2 separate regions of the Mus musculus genome follow, and region 2 is linked to region 1. The links are chromatin contacts, called in public HiChIP or PLAC-seq maps. All regions are on one chromosome and are shown on one strand. Each heading gives the region's core, a stretch centred on a gene start, on an enhancer-like site or on the middle of the called end of the contact. The rest is flanking DNA. Distances are from core to core; before and after follow the strand shown. Region 1 holds the start of Cpvl (carboxypeptidase, vitellogenic-like). Region 2 overlaps 9130019P16Rik (RIKEN cDNA 9130019P16 gene).

Region 1 (3,284 bases), core at 319-2,818:
TGACCCTTGTCATATCTCTCAGGATTAACTTAATAGAATTCTCATGCTTAATGTAAATAAACCCACTCAAATACAGTACACAGCTAAAAATGATTTTGCCTGTTATTGACTATAATAAAGAAGCAAATGATTTTAGAAATTGAAATTAAGTTCTCAAGAGGCCCAAGGGTAATGGCCACTATGGCATTGTTAAGATATTGTTTTTAATTATGTGAATTTGTTACACCAAGGCTTTAATAGCATAGCTATCTTCAAAGAATGGCTGAAATCAACAATTCTACTGATTCAGAAAATAAAAAAAGCATAGTGTTAAAAAAATAATAATAGAAAATACTCTTCCAGGAAGAGGGTCCCCTGAGTAGACACAAGAAACCACCCTGCTGTCTAGTTTCCCTGTCTTCCAGCAGCAAACCTCCAGCCCCCTTAATGGCACCATTAATATTTAAGCAACCACTATAGTCACAACACTGCCTCAGAGAGCAGAGCTTCACTCAACAATGTTTTTAAAAAAAATGGTGGAAGCAAGCTTGCTTTAATTGACATAAATTTAGTACACAAAAGTAAGAATTAGGTCAATTTAGCAGAGTTCATTAACATTTAATCAAGTAACTACTAAAGTCACGGTGCTCCACGTCAATGAATTAAGGCAACAGTATACTTCATTTCACAGTTCTCATTTAACAGAATTCCACAACTGCTCAGCTGTCATCTCTCCTAAGGGGAATGAAAGCCATTAGCATGAATGGAGGAGTGTGACTTAAAAAAAAAGAAAAAGGAAAAAGAGACCTGTGTTGCTTTTGCTGATCCGAAATTGGACTAAATCTCTCATCTATTAAACATTGAGTTCTCTCTGAATGAATAAACCTATACTACAGAGAAGTTGTGACTCACAGATGTAAGAAGAGGGGGAGAGAGAGAGAGAGAGAAGCAAAGGAAAAAAATGTCTACTGACCACACATTCCTACTTGAATGAATACGAAGGGCACATAGAAAGCTCCAGTCTAAACCATCATAACAACAGGTTTGAGGAAGAGAGTCCTCTTGGTGTTCAGGAACACAAACATGAGCTGTGCTCCAGCCAAAGTAGTAAATCATCAAGGCTGTTCACCAGTATGTGTCAGATAACGACCACCACTAAATAAACCACCACTAAGTTACCATTGGAGCCCATGTGTCATACATTATGTTAAACCAAGCTCTTCAACTCCATGGCCTTTAGGATAAGAACACAACACACCCCATCTGCAGCAGCACGCCAGATTAATAAGTTACCACTCAATAAAGTGATTGAGGGAAGCACGTGGAAAAGATGACAAAGCTTTGGGTAAACAAGAGTAAACCCCTGGAGCGGATATAGTTATTTCCTCCTTGCTTTATACTTCATATAAAATTCTAAGTTTCCAACAACAATTAATCTTGTAAATACAAAAGAGTAGTTTTTCTGATATTTTGATTTTCCTTCAAACAAAACAAAGCAACTGATAGCCACAACAAAAAGCAGGGGGCTTGTTCCTTATTCCTCATAGCTACCTGGTTATGACCTCTGGCGTTTCCTAGGAATAAGGTTCTGTTTGTTCTTTTTTCTCGAAAATTCTATTGGGATGTATCCCGACCTACAGCCACAGAACTTCAGAGGCTCAACGTGGGGTTTTCCTTGGTAACTTAGAAGGCTTGGGATAAAAGTGAGGATGGTGAGTCCAGTTATCCTTATAGTATTTGTATCTGGTTCTGCTTAGCATCTATGACAAATACACATGTAAGCATTACTAAGCAAACGTGTGTGCCATTGATGGATATAAATGAGAAGGAGCCAAGGTAGAACTACAGAAGACATTAAGTGTTCATATGATCTAATTTAGATGTCTGAGAGTGTTAAAAACAAAGCAAACAAACAAACAAAAACACGACTGAACCAACTTGATCAGGAGGACTCCATCATTGAATAGTGGGGCCGAGACTCGAAGCCGGGATATATTTATGGTTCCTGTTCTCATCTGATTCCCACTGCTCCAGTCATTCAGATATCCTTCAGATATTCTGACTCTGGTCTCAATGGACTAGCCTGTCTCAGTGATCTATTGTTGAACAATACACAGACAGAGAGAGATAGAATCTGGAGAGGTTGGTCTTTCTGGGGAAGATTTGCCACCAGAATACATCAGTGGACCTTGGTTAGATAGCGGCTTCTCTGTGTCTCACTCAGTGTGACACACAGTTGCTAGTTACATCTGTGGGAACCCTGGAAGACAGTTCTTTAACACAGATACTATTTTTAAAAACCCAAATGCAAGAACTTACCATGGGATGAGTTATATTTTAAAACGAGTTTAAAATACAACCCCCAAACTTATCAGTGCCTGGTTATTTTAGTGCTAACTTCTGTTTAGAGTTATGCTACACTTTTACCCACTGTGTCTGGTGGGTAAATGAAAAAAAGAAATAAAATGACTGGCCCCAGGTATGCTGAAGGAGAAAATCTATTGTAGATAAAAGGGAGCATATAGCCAGAGGCAGGGACATCTGGGAGAGTCTAGGGTGGACATGACCAGACTAAGCTGGGCCACGTAAGGAGAAGAGGAGGGGAAGGGAGAGGGAGAAGGGAACCCAGGGGCAGCAGCCAGGAGACCCATGAGAGTAAAGAACAAATGGGGGGACCAGGTAATCAAAATGATTGGCAGCTGGAGGAAGGAAGCCCCTGGACTGGAGGCTTAGGGTAGGAGATGGGTTAGGCTAGCCATTCCTCCTAAGAAACAGGGACTGAGGAATGCTGAGAGAACCTGACGGCCAGGTCCAGTTTGACATGGTAACTAGACACCTCAGCCATTTGCCCCAGGATTTGACAAGACTTAACAGTTGGCAGCCTGTATGAGGGCTTCCTTCGGAGCATTATTTGCCAAGTGTGATCCATAGCTCTGGGGAGCTTGACATCAGCTATGTCAGCAGTACTGTACCATAGATATTGGCAATGTCACAAACCAGGTCTCTCTCCCCCAGAGCCCATTGCTATAGAGTTCTCTGCCTCTTTATCTAGAAAGTGTGCTAGACACTGCTCACAATCATCTCCCTGTCCAATCCCCATCAAAGTGGCCAGCAGAAGAGACAGGAGAGGAACGTGGGCTCAGCTGTTCTCTGTACATTGGAGCAAGAGTGTTATGCTCAGCCCAGAAGCCTCAAGAAAAGAAACCCAAAGAGGCTACTTGGAAGTGCTTACTAGCAAGTTAGAGGTACAAAACACATATACACACATGCACATACACACCAGAGGCACACACATGCCATTCAGG
Region 2 (3,335 bases), core at 273-2,772, 390 kb after region 1:
GGCACTGGACTAGACCCTTTTATGTTATCTTACTCATACTTTCTGAGCCACGTTCGTAACTGGGCCCCACCTAACAGATGGGAGACCCGAGATTTGGAGAGATTTGCTATGTCCCCAAGGCTACCAAGACACACTGCTGCACTCCAGTGCCATAAGAAACATTAAATTTGCTGTTGACATTCTGCAGTCTGGTGACAGATGAGCATGTGCTGCAGTGACACCGGCCATGCTTAGATGAAGCAGAGAGGCACTCTGACTGTTCACACACTGGCCCAGGACATGGCCTCCAGCCCCCAGCAGACTCCTGCTTCCTTTTCTGAGCTGAGTTAAGGCCGTTTTCCATGTGGCAAGCTTGTAGAAACCCTGCTCTGCTTCCACCTTTGTCTTCTGTTTCCCATGCCATAGATGCTAACTCCCCTCCCCCATGTTTCTCTTTCCCAGCCCCAACCCTAGGGAAAGAACTCTGTGGATAGAAAAGGCAGGAGTGTGCATGGCTTAAATGGGAACCACCTTTCTTCCCTGTGGACCTCAATGTGGATCATAGAGTGGATGGGATGCAGGATGCAGAGGCCCCGAAGCATATCCCAGCTCATCTTTTCTTCCCTCCATAGTTTTGAGAAGCAGCTTCATGGGTATTTGGGGGAGCTTGTCCAATACAGGGTGCTCCCCTCCTTTCACCTCCCAACAGGAAACTACAATTCTGGTTTGCATCCTTCCAGACATAGCCCTGTCTTGAATTACTTCAAGCTTTATAATTTTCTACAATCTGGGAGTGGGGGAGATCTCTGTGGGTGAGAGGTTTCCTTTATAAACCAGCCTCAGAACTCATGGGATAGTGGAAGAGAAGCGACTCCACATAGTTGTCCTGTAACCTCTAATTCAGTTTTGTGACATGTACACACACACACACACACACACACACACACACTACCAACACCACCAGTGGTGATGATGATGGTGGTGGTGGTAGAGAGAAGGAGAGCAGAAGGGAGACAGGGCCATAGGGAGGGAGGGAGAGCGAGAGGGAGAGAGTTCCCATGTTTCATGAGTGGTTTCTCACTCTGAATGATTAGAGTGAAAATCCGCACAGCAGAATACCCTGACCTGCTCAACAGACCTGTCAGTGTCCCAGGAGCAGCCACTCACTTAGCTGAGCTCTGCAATGCAGGGGAAGTGAGGGTATCTTAGATGGGGAAAACAGTTACTGGGCATGCGCTTTGTCCTGGATCTCACAGGTCTTCAGCCTACATAGGCTCCCTCCCTCCCTCCCTCCCTCCCTGTCTCCTTCCTCATTACTGCTCTTTCTTTCTGTATTCCTCGTTGTGCAGGTCTGGATAGAATGTATGCTGTGTCAGTAGAGCAATGGGAATCTCCATCACTTATCTCAAAATCCTGGGCTTAACTTACTACCAGGAACACTCAACAGAAGGCAGTTAGTGCAGCACACTTGGGAGAGCGGTGAGATAAAGTAAATTGCTGATGCCTGGAAGTTTAGTGGATGATGAACTTACTGAACACACACCACCTAGTGGCAAGCTGGAGTAAGACCACCTCAGCACGGGGCCAGACGCTAGTTCTCCCAGAGCAGGTACTGTGCCCTGTGAGGCGCTTTCTCATTGTAGTATTGTATTATTTAATCAGCACGTGTATAAATCTCTCAGAGTGGGAGCTGAAGGATGAGTTACAACTGAGAACTTAGATCATCTGGCTGCAAAGATAGACTCCTTGCACAGCACACATTATGGGAGCCAAGGACAGCGGCAGCTTATCTGATTAGGAAGTTAGAATTCTGCACGAATAACAGCTACTCTCAAAGATTTGAGTAAATACCAGAGTATCCAGAACAATAGACGATTACTTCACATTTTTACATTTGGACACATTTTAATAGATAGCCGGCTCCCTGTTCCCATAAACTGAATCTATAATCTCCAGTCTAATACATAACAAGGACAGTACCCCTCCACATCTTTGTTTTTACAAGAGGGGACTGTGTTGATATTTCTGAGCCCAAGAACCATTTTCAGCTTTGTTTTTTCATCAATGGTGAAAGAAATATTCACCTGCAAGAAGAGCCAGTGCATTCTGAGATGAATAAATTCAACCAAATGTCACTGTTCACCATGAAACGACTAGTCAAAACAACATTCACTGCTTCTGATGATGTGTCATTGAAATTCGTCAAACTGAAACAGCAGATCTGCCTCACATAAACCCACGACAGCAAAACTGGCCCTTCATACAGTCTTGTGGCCTCTGGAGCAAATACCAACCCGGTGGGCCGAGGCTGGCCTGGGTGTGGCAAGCAGTGACGAATGCTTACTAAAATCCTCTAGTCACCATCGGGCGTCCTGGGGACCTGCATTTTGTGACTGAGTGCAAAAGTCTTCTAGGCCCCTGAGGTGAGGACATCTGCCTTGTCCTGGAAGAAGGAGCAGCAGCAGAAATGGCTCTTTCATCCTGCAGCCCAGCAGCCCTGCCAGGACCCCAGCCCGTATTACAAACATCTGCTCTCCCATTGTGCAGTGAGAGGCATTTGCTAGGTTGGGCCTTTGTTAGACTGGCATGGAGGACAAGGCCTACATCTTCACTCCACTTAAAGTCACCACTGGCCATGGGAAATGGTTTGTATAGGTGGATTTGGTGGGGTTCAAGTTGTTGGGAACTCCTTACTTGAATGAAGAGGACGGTCACCTTGCTCTACAATATTGAAAACAGAGATTACTAGCTGCGTTCCTTTCCCTGGACTCCTGAGGAAATGAGTCTTGGTTAACTGCTGGACACATAATGCCACCCTTCTTCTGCTGAAGTTTTTAGGGTATGAGAGAGGGAGAAACAGACACACACACAGAGAGACAGAGAGACAGAGAGAGACAAAGACACACCGAGAGAGACAGAGACACCGAGAGAGACAGAGAGACACATAGACAGAGACAAAAGATCAAAAATGTAGTTGTCTTTTGGGCCCCTGGGTCTGTGGGTCAACAATGACTGGGAAGCTGCCAAGTAACTCTAGTGAGACTCCAAATGAGGGCACGGAAAGAGAGAACAAAAGAAAAGGGAATCTAGAGAGAGAGAGAGAGAGAGAGAGAGAGAGAGAGAGAGGATGGATGACAGAGTGAGGTGAGGCAGTGGAGGAAGAACAGAAGGGAAAAGCAGCAGAGGCAGGGAGAAGAGAGTGGGTGGGGAAGAAAAAGAAGTAAAGACACTGCTGAGAAGGAAGATGGACAGAAACAGCTGAGTGAGACCCGAGAAGCCCAGGTGTTCCAAGGCTGGCGCTCACTCGCCCTGGACCATGAAATTGCAGCAGCTGAGAACACTGCACTGCCATTGCC

Evidence for each region. HiChIP or PLAC-seq counts read pairs in DNA pulled down with a chosen protein or histone mark.
Region 2: a contact with region 1 is called in a FOXA1 HiChIP or PLAC-seq map of pancreatic cancer cells. The contact joins the enhancer-like site here to the promoter of Cpvl in region 1. A contact is called at or near these places in 1 of 39 promoter capture datasets (cranial neural crest), 18 of 484 Hi-C or Micro-C datasets (the AML12 cell line, the HL-1 cell line, the N1E-115 cell line and 11 more), 1 of 115 datasets of contacts at active chromatin or transcription factors (pancreatic cancer cells) and 1 of 9 other capture datasets (embryonic stem cells).

Annotation. Positions count from the first base shown.
Region 1 is chr6:53,977,105-53,980,388 of GRCm38.p6, forward strand. It overlaps Cpvl (carboxypeptidase, vitellogenic-like), which reads right to left and starts at 1,569. Exons shown (of 13, transcript NM_001289713.1): 1 at 1,531-1,569. 4921529L05Rik (RIKEN cDNA 4921529L05 gene) reads left to right here and starts at 1,587. Exons shown (of 4, transcript NR_110484.2): 1 at 1,587-1,691.
Region 2 is chr6:54,366,764-54,370,098 of GRCm38.p6, forward strand. The region is part of intron 3 of 9130019P16Rik (RIKEN cDNA 9130019P16 gene); the gene reads right to left. Among named protein-coding and RNA genes, the nearest start is that of Prr15, 42 kb to the left of the region's middle. Within about 2 kb of position 1,523, at least 14 of the 459 cell types and tissues checked have an H3K27ac peak or open chromatin away from gene starts, as enhancers often do. A contact at or near this core is called in the HL-1 cell line, the N1E-115 cell line and pancreatic cancer cells, where this site is marked.